2 separate regions of the Zea mays genome follow, and region 2 is linked to region 1. The links are chromatin contacts, called in public Hi-C maps. All regions are on one chromosome and are shown on one strand. Each heading gives the region's core, a stretch centred on a gene start, on an enhancer-like site or on the middle of the called end of the contact. The rest is flanking DNA. Distances are from core to core; before and after follow the strand shown.

Region 1 (5,011 bases), core at 1,000-3,499:
AGTGAGAAACTCTTGAATAGAACGCATGCATAATGAAACCATCAGGCAATTATTGAAAATGTAATTGCTAACAGATTAATTCTGTTGCCTTGACTACCTAAAGAACAGGATTAGGTGCTGACTAGAAAACAAACTGGGAACTTGCAAAAACTGAACAAAATGGTAGAGGAAACTGACCTGTACATTTGAAACCAGTGGCTCGTAATATCCAATCCAAGCAATATCAAGAAGACTAAACCAGGTCTGTAACAATGCTTGCAATTAGGATTTGTACTAGACATTGAGATACAAGACAAATCAATACAAGCTCTTCTGCTTTTGATACCTGTAAAACTGGGAGAGAAGGGCCAACAAACAAGCAGTGCTAACCCTGAAGAAAAACAATGTGAGCTGTAAAATTATTTCAGTCTGTAGAATACTATAATGTATTCACCCTGCATATCCAGAGTTTAAAGATTCATTCAAGGAGTACCTATCTGTAACCATGTCTAACACAGCTCCAAAGGTTGATGCTGATTCATAGAATGAAATAAACTGATCAGATAATGTTATAACTTAACAGATAGCTTATATACTGTGTGGAAAAAAGGAAAAAGAGATTTAGCTGAGATCAATCTTTACACATAACCATTTGAAAGTTGGTCTCCAGCACACAATGCAAGGAAATTTCATTATAGCAAAGATGGGTATTAACCTTCTTCACATAATGACAGGCTACATGACTTGAAAACAGGGAGAATGTGAATTATTACCTTGATTGAACTTCCTTGCAAACCAACCATCCACACCATCAAGGACAAAGCTAGCATGTTTGTAAAGATGTTAGAACAATATACATAAATCATTGGCAACCTCAAGAAGTTTGCAGATATAAGACGCTCACCTGATGAAGTACAGGATAGCAAAGAGAGCCTTGTTGGAATAGCAAACCGCAAATGCAATGAAATTTATGATGATCCTAAAATACCCTGTGTGATAATGACAATTCTTGGAATTTTAGTCACATAGGCTTCTGTTTTTCATTCATGCTAAAAGCAGTAGATAAACATATTGTCTCGTTGGTTAAACTATGTGTCCTCTACTAAATTTATGGTTCCATTTATGTAGCTATACTTGGGCAGCAAAGTGGCAACAAAACTAAAACGCAGTATGTGGATGTTGCTTCTGCACTGCATAGCAAACTGGCAACATAACTAGAATGAAGTACAAAATCAATGACAGAAAGTAGGCAATGTTTCCAGTTGCACGAATCATTACTCATTAGTACAATTATCCAGACTTTGAGATATAAGTAACAAAAAAAATATAAATATTATATAATAGGTTTTGGAACAGCAAAATAGAATGTCAATAGATAACCATCCAGAGGCGTACCGATAATGTTAGGGATGTAAAGATAAACTGATGGCATTTTGCCAGAGGGCAATTGTGCCTAGTCGCCTAGAGAAGATCAGGAGTAACCAAGAGCTTGAGGTCCGTAAGTTCTGCCCTTAAATTGGTGAGCATAAATAAACTTAACGGGATTCCTGTCAGATGAGTATATCGTTTATATATTGATCCAAAAAAACAAAGTTTTTACAAGAAAATCAAGTACAGTGTTAGTATAACCCTTGTACCTTTTACAAACTAAAAAAACTCGTATTTATATGTCCCAATGAAATATCAACATAATCGCTGGTTTTCCAAAAGAGGAGATGAAAGCAAACATTTATTTTTTGCCCATAGCAGTACAGATGACTACGGTGGCAAAATATCTGAATTGTGGCAAATAAAGCTTGAACTAGGCATGATTAAAGCATTTGCTTCTTTGCTAGTATATAAATCTAGAAGCATCCGATATCATATTTAAGCCTGTAATATGCCTAGTTTTTGCATCATGGAGTTCGGCGGAGCCAATACAACACGTAGACCCGATAGTTTTTGCCAAAAAAAACAAGCTATTAGTAGGCACAATACATAAACATACCTAGTGGTTATCAGATCTGATCCGAATACAGATAGCCAAATAGGTTAAATTAGGGTTCAGGTGCACATTTTGCACAGAAGGGAAGAGAAGGGGCAGGCATACCTGGTGTGGCAGGCGCTCGTCGCCGACGCCGCAGGCAAAGGGCCCGACGAAGACCTGGGCAGCTGGGAGAAGGGCGGCAGCGGTCGCCGGCGTGTTCGGTTGCGCTGACGCTAGGCCCGGACCCAGTAATGCAGGCACCTGGCCCCCGTGGAAACGGCGGGGGGAATCGAGCGTGTAAAGGGAGAAAACGGCAAACAGGGTGTGAACGCACGACTTCTCTTTTTTGTATCTCTCGTTCTTTTTTCATTCTATTGCCATGACACGTTTTTTTTCGGTTTTTATTCCGCTTGTACCTAATTTTATTATTATAAGTCCTGCCTCATAAAAATCATTTCTTTTTTATCCACAATTGAAGCTTTTTTTCCCATTGCCCTAGTGGTAATTTTTTTTTGTCAGTCTTTTAAAAGTTGTGCTCTAACTAACTTAGAATCTTTTCATTTCACATAAATATGTCATAAGACTTTTCTATTAAATATGTAACATTTTTCTTGTGCCTGTAGAATGTTTTTCTCGAGAATTTGGAAAAAGTTTACTCATAATGGTGGTATAAATTTCCTTTTAGCATGGAATGTTTTGGTCATGAGCTGCATCATTTTGCTAGTGAAACTATAATGTGTTCCTTCAAGAAGTAGAACATTGTTTTATTTTAAGAAAAAATCTTAAGTTGGAACATTTTGTTTTAAAGCTACCACATTTTCCTTTTGAATGTAGTATTTAAGGGCAAACACCAAAAAAATATAATTGATGTTAACATTACTCCCTTCCAAACTATAAGATAATTTGACCCTTTTAGATTCACCATTTTTCTATACATTTAGATGTACACTATATCAACATAATTTGACCCTAAAAATTAAAAATGCTTTATAATTTAAAATTGAGAGGGTATAAGTATAGATGTACAGAAAACACGAAAGCTCGGTCTGAAGCATGTTTTTTTGGTCTGGTACGAGCCCGGTCCAGCCCGCATTTATACGGGCCCGGACCAGCCCGGCACAAATAAGCGGGCCGGACCCCGACAGGAAACTAAGCACGGTGGGCTAGCTCGGCACGACCCGTTTACCTTTAAACCCGTCAAGCCCGCCTTTTTACACTAAATCGTACTTACCGACCTGTTTTTGGTCTGCTTTTTTCGTGCTTACCGGGTCGGTCCGACCCGTTTAGGCTCATAGCGGGCCGTGCTCGGACAGGGAAACGAGCCCACGGGCTTAGACAGTCTGGCCCGGTTTTCTAACCGTGCCTAGCGAGCCGGGCCCAAAACGGGTCGGGCGGCCATTTGGCCATCTCTAAGTATAAGTCATTAGGATTTTGTTGGGAAAATATCCTATGCAATCACTTATCCTGGTGCAAGCATGCAATCAAGCGATCTGGTACATCCGATCTAGATATAATGATAACTGTTATTTTACATTTAACCCCTTCCACCTGAAACCTAGTGTCTATTTTACATTTAACCACTTCCATATAAAACCGTTGCATCTAGACTGGATGCTCTGGATAGTTTGATTGCACGCTTGCACCAAAATGAGTGATTGCACAGGATATGTCCTCGATTTTGTTATGACAAAATATTATTTAAACTAGTGCACTAAAAGTAATGTAAAAACCCTAAACCAATATTACATGCCTCAATCTTTTACTACATATTATAACGTTAAATAAAAATATCTAGTGGAATCTATTAGTAAAATATTTGGTAGAATCTGAAAAGATTTTGACGCTTGGTGCTAGCAGCGAGAAACATTTTAGTTTTTCAACAAAATTACTGTCAAACACCGCAAAGGAGACAAACGTTTCGAGGATGATTATTTGGAACCGATTATCATTTGTACACTAGAAACAAACGTAATATAGTTTCTCATTTAGTTCTAGCTTCAAACTTCCAGCGAACTACCCAATGCAAAATCTAATCTGGATGCAAAATGTTTTTACGAGAAACCTGCCAAATGCACCCTATGATCCATCCAATTCTGACGAGCTTATAAAGCTGATCCTCATTCTTTCCCCTAGGTTTGTAATAGAAAATCGTGCAATCAATATAGGCTCCAAGTAATGAATTATTCTATATAGGATTATTCTCACTATGTGCCAGCAGTACGGTTACAAGGCAAGAAAAAAAAGGTGAAGCAACAAGCTACAAGCCCGCATGCCAAACATACGATCGCAGAAGCGTGCGGTAATGCATGCTTTTACAGAGGTAAACCTCATGGAAAGGGGGAGAAGTTAGGACGATTTCACTAATCTAATGTGATCCGCCGGATCTTGCAGACCAGATGGGTAGTAGGGAGGTCGAGCTGGCTTGCACCATCAGATTTGATCAGATCACGGACCTGGTCCCTCGGGGTGGAGACGCAGGCGTGGAAGGTAGACAGGAATGGAGGGATTGGCATCGAGAGCGCAGAGAGGACATTGTTTAGGTACTCAATGTCAGCAGCGAGCTGCTGTGAACCTCGGTCGGTGATGTAGTGGATTCCTCGGAGCTGCTCCATGAACAAAGCAGTGGCACCTTCGGCGACCTGGTACATGGAAGCAGAGATGATAATCAAGACTGAATGTTCCAACATCAACAGAAGTGGTGCTATGAATTATGATTAAAACATGGGAAGATTCGAAATAGCCTTCTATTCAATCGTATCTTCCTACATGATGTGCAAGTGACCTTTTGCATACGTGTAGAAAGATTTCGCGTTTATTACCTTAAAAATCCACTCGGTGGCAAAGAACTGGGCCTCATCGTTGCCAGCCTCATTGCCTGAGATACCTTCCGCGAGTGGCTCCAGCTGCTGTGGTAAAGTGAGGAGATACTCCCCAACGCTGGTCACGTATGCTTGCGGGTAGGCACTGAAGCTTGGAAGAGGAAGACCACCCTGTTCCTCCACGGATGACCAGATTGGAAGGCGTGCGACCTCACTGAGACGCTGCCGAACCTTAGATATGAGCACA
Region 2 (5,011 bases), core at 1,198-3,697, 210 kb after region 1:
GGTCAGGGTGGGTCGCACCAGAGGATCTTCTTGGTTGTTGCCCACTCTGCTACTACGTGCTCTAGTCCTCGAGAATGTTTATTGTTGCAGATTGGTCCACGCACGCGCTTCATGCGAGCCCGGTCGACTAGACACGCTTGGAAGATAGAAAACATACGAGTTCATCGCTGTAAATGGTAGCAATATATGTATGGTTAGTGTCTAGTTTCAACATCTCCCTTTAAGTCGGACGAAAATTATCTCCCGCGGCTTGTCTATCTTCATAATATACACTGAAAAAATAGAGACTAAAATTTAGCACATGTAATGTTAAATCGGACAATGGACTCGGATCCAGACAACAAGAACATGATAAGAGTGATGTGGCCCCGAGCTTTTTTTACAACCCTAGTATAAGGTAGGAGTGTGAGACAATTCCATGTCTACAATTTTGTTGTAATGTTAAAAATTCTCTATTTGCATATAACGCTAAAACATGCCTTTTTTAGAACATATTTTTGTGCATTATCTTAATCATGAACTAATTCTATCTTTCCTAGTTAATATGCCTCTTTTGTTTTTTCATAAAAGAGGGGAAATATCTTACTTTTTAAATTGTTTGATAGGAGAACTAAGCTTATATTGGTAGGTGAAGTGAAAAAGATGGAATAAGTCTTTATTATCTAGAAAACACAATGCTCAAGGTTCCTAGTGTGTGTTTTGGCAACTGATGGACATATGTGCATGTGCCTAAATTTGTTTTGCAATGGTCAAAATAAATGATTAGTCACGTTAAAATATACTTGGTTTTCTCATCCCAGACAATTGGATTCTTTGTATAGCAAAATGATATTCTTGAAGGTTAAGAACACAATAGTGTTTAAGTGCAATTTGGTGTTAAAGGCACTTAAACTTAGCATTAGGTTTTTTTTGCCATATTATTAAGGAGGCAAGATTGGTATCTTGAGTGAGAGTTAGAGTCAAGAGCAAAATTTGATGCATGAAGGATATTATTAAGGGCCTCAATCTTGGGCTATAAATGTGTGTTCAATAACTGACTTTAAGCTACCTTCTATTTAGTTAATTCTATAAACATACGAAGGATTTTGAAAGGTATTAAGATAGTTCAAGTCACGAGGAGGGATATTAGTTGTGCATCTTTGTGCTCTTGTCTTGGGTTCTTAATCAAGTGAAAACCAAATACTTGCTATTCTTAGTGTTTTAGCACCTAAATGATCTTGTTGAACTAGGTAACCTAGTGTGGATATCTTATTTGTGAGATGCTAGAGAGGTGTTTTTGGTTTGAAACCCATCAATATAGAGTAGAGAACAAGTATTTCTAGTAAATCTTGAGCCTTGGTGACTCGAGGTAGTTCAACCTTTAGTGGACTACATCATAGATTAAAGGATAGTGGCAACTATTTGATATCATGGAAAAAATTGATTGTCTATTGTCCTCTCTTTACTTCCACGATGAGGTTTTCAATTGTTGCTTATCTTAGGTATGTTTAGATGAGCTAGGGTTAGTTGTTAGTTGGGCTTAAAAATAGACTATACTTGCTAAGATTGGCTAGCTAGTTGGCCAACTACTTCCTCTATTTCAAAAAAATATTCTAACTTTTTGAAGAGTCAAAACATTTTAAGTTTGACCAAAATTATACAGATAATCATACCATAACATCGAGTATATTACCAATAATACTTAGTTGGTATCATAAATGTTATTATTTAATTATATAATTTTATTCAAACTTGAAATACTTTGACTCTTGAAAAGTTTAAAATATATTATAATTTGAGACGAAGTTAGTAGTTGAAGACTTGGCTAAAAAATTAGTTCACCTATTAGCTCTTGTATTTAGATATACTAGGGATATTTTTAGCTAGCTAGCAATTAACTCTTATATCAAATATATCTTTACTATGTATTCTACTTTATCGTGTGAAGTTTATGATAGATTTGCTTAGTGCATTCATCTAGCTAATTTTCTTTCTTGTAATTTTTCTCAATGCATATTTTTGAATCTTCTATACACACGCACATATTTGTGGTGAATAGGTTAAAGCAGGATGCATAACATAAGATAGGATAAGCCCAATTCAGCTAATTAACGAAGTTTGTCTACCTTTCTCTTGAAAATTGAACGGGTCATAAGCTAAGTAACTATTAAAGATTTGTTCGGTTTAAGATAAATTGAGAGGAATTGAATGGAATTAAATCACATCTTATTCAAATTTATATAAAAGAAGATTTAATCGTTTCCAATCCCCAAATCCAAGAGTGCAACTTCTACTCGAGTTCTCATACATAATTTGAGTAACCATCAATGTTTTGCTATATTATTTCTAAATAATGGAGAAGCTGGGAACTCTACTAGATCGGCATATCTATACTCTCGTGGGTGTTTACGAAAATGTGGCTGACTTAAGGGCGTGACTACCATTTTCGCAAGAATTGAGCCCGACAGCAAAAAGAAAGGTGACGTTTCTCTTTCTTGGTTCCGGCGCCCCACCGGGAGAGTGAGCTGCTGCCTGCGCAACTCGAGCGCCGCTTGTCGCGAGCACCGCGGCCTCGATCCGTCAAGCTAGTAAGTTCCCTCCTCAGTTCGTTCATCCGATTCGCAGTTGGGTTCTCTGGCGATCGCGACTCGGCTGCATAAGTAGCGTGTCTCCGTTTAGTGAGGTCCTGCTTCTTGCCTGTTTCTTGGGGTGACTTCTTCACTTGATTACTGTTCCTGGTAGAGTTCTTCGCGATTAATAGCTTCCCCGTTGAACTTCCTTCTGAAGGATTTCTAGTGAAGAGTTAAGATCGCCTGATAGAGTGATAGTTGGTTCTTAGCTCTAACTGACATCTAGAAAGAAGAACATCTTTCCCCCACTTTTTATGTCGATTAATCCAAGATCCGACTGTCGACTGGTTAATTAAATTATCGTAATATTAGTTATTAGACGAGTGAGGTTGTTGGGTGGAATACTTGGGCTCTCGGATACTGGGATTGCTAAGACAAGTGTGTTCGTAGCTATCCATTTGGTCTCTTGTTTGTTTATTGGTTATTGCTCAGTTCGATACCTTGATAAACATCCATGGAAATGCAATGTTCCTTCGATCCTGTAAAAACGAAGCTTTAGGGCATCGGGAACTGGAAATGTCTGTAACTATCGGACACAGTTATGCAGGCTGATGAGTGAGTTGAGGACCCTCATTTTGCTATACTGCTGTATTGTTGCCTTCTTGTTTGGATTGGAATATAATCTCCAGATAATCCCATCAAGCATTCTCCGTGGAACTCATGAAGTAATGCGATAAGACCTCTACCCGAGTTGTTCAGATGGTCTGAGTAGCACTCCTAAATCCCCTCGTCTGTCAAATGCCAAAGCACAAAACTAAGGTCCTGGCCGCGGTCGTTCTCACATGGGCTATGACCTTTTCCCCCCCTAGTATCTCCTGCCATCATGCAAATGCATATTGCTTGACTATTAAACTAAGCTGCTACTTGGTTCATCTGAAGCCTATTGTTGGTCTGAGATATTGTCAATGTTCATTTGGAGAAAGCATGTCTGGACAGCAGGACCACGCTAGTAAAAGCTCTAGCTCAAGCATCAGCAGCAGTACTCAAGAGAGCGAGGAGGAAGCACCTGTCCGAAGCGTCACCATTGGTAGCCTCCTTGCCCAAGCAAATAGCACCAGTGGACATAGTCTTGGGAAGCGCCTGTCCCATTTGGGGTCAATCCCGGTAATCCAGAGCCACTTGATGTTTTATTCTTAATGCAGTTTTCCTCTTATTTCCATTTTAAAACTTATGTATAATCTGCATCTGAATTGTTTCCCAATTGAACATAACTTTCTTCAGCATAGTACTCGATACCCCATCTGTTGTTTTTTTGCTAAGGTGCCCTGATCAAACTAGTAGATTACTTTTAGTAAACTATTTTCAAATGATATAAAGGTTTATGTGATACAAAAGTGGTACTGTTAGTTTTGTGCTTGAAAGTGTTTTACTATTAATGAAATATATAAGAAAAACAATATAGCATGTCGTTTGGGAATAGATACACACCTCGCTATAATATAAAGTTATGCAGCTCTCTTGTGTGTCCGATGAAAAAATATGTCGTGAAAGAAGTCAACAGTGATCAATTTTGGCAAGTGTGCTAAATCAATCTTGCTGGTCAAAGTAATTGATCTAGTGTTGTAGTATGCGTTGTTAAACTGTCAATCATACTGTAACTCTATAGTTTACTTTATTTTGCAGTAACAAGTTTTATGATCAATTAGTGCACTCTCCTTTTGCAGTATACTCCCCGAGTTAATGGAAAAATCCCCAATGTTGGTAATGCAACACTGGACCACGAACGATTGCTGGAAAGGTAAAAAACATTTCTCAATCTCACACATAAATACAACACAAAAAGCTAGATTGTTACAGTTAGTCCTGTAGAGATTGGAAATTTACATATTTTGGTCAAAAAATGAATATGAGGGTTACTGTGCTTTCTTTTATTGTTTTAACGTTTATGTTAATTTCACTTACCATCACCTTTCTTTTGACAGGTTGGGCACTTATGGTCTAGCTGAATTTCAGATAGAGGGGGATGGGAATTGTCAGGTTTATTTACAAGTACTTAGTGTAAATTAATAATTCATTTATTTAAAATACTATGCCACATCACCAGGGCTGTTTGGAATTAGCACGTGGTTTTGCTAGCTTTTGCTTGACAATTATGTTAGAATTAGCCGTACAACCCTACTGGGCCTTATAACTATAGTTGGTTTGGGCTCACCCAACAATGTATATATAGATAGATATGATTGTACCACATTGCATACTAACATAGGGTCTTAGTTCTATGCACTTTATATAATCAGCTCATGGGGCTCAATGCAATATAATTTTATTCTCAAACAATACCTCCTCTAACATGGTATCACAAATCTAATGTTGCTTTTGCTCCTCCCCTGGTCGCCGCCTTTCTAGGGCAGTGGCCCCTCTAGGGCTGTTGTCACCGTTGTGTCGTGTGGTCGTAGCAACGT

The links. A called contact is a pair of places that touch in the nucleus more often than the background predicts.
Region 2: a contact with region 1 is called in a Hi-C map of ear, with 1.6 times the contacts expected there. The contact joins the promoter of LOC100383706 here to the promoter of LOC542548 in region 1. A contact is called at or near these places in 2 of 25 Hi-C or Micro-C datasets (ear and leaf).

The regions. Positions count from the first base shown.
Region 1 is chr9:115,464,483-115,469,493 of Zm-B73-REFERENCE-NAM-5.0, forward strand. It overlaps LOC542548 (phosphatidylinositol synthase), which reads right to left and starts at 2,250. Exons shown (of 11, transcript NM_001112089.2): 1 at 2,069-2,250; 2 at 1,375-1,526; 3 at 884-968; 4 at 753-802; 5 at 473-512; 6 at 326-370; 7 at 178-243. The coding sequence starts at 1,411. LOC100193995 (oligomeric Golgi complex component-related protein) reads right to left here. Exons shown (of 10, transcript NM_001352022.1): 9 at 4,765-5,011; 10 at 4,108-4,584. The coding sequence ends at 4,306.
Region 2 is chr9:115,672,108-115,677,118 of Zm-B73-REFERENCE-NAM-5.0, forward strand. LOC100383706 reads left to right here and starts at 2,448. Exons shown (of 10, transcript NM_001176343.1): 1 at 2,448-2,567; 2 at 3,529-3,713; 3 at 4,274-4,347; 4 at 4,532-4,586. The coding sequence starts at 3,534.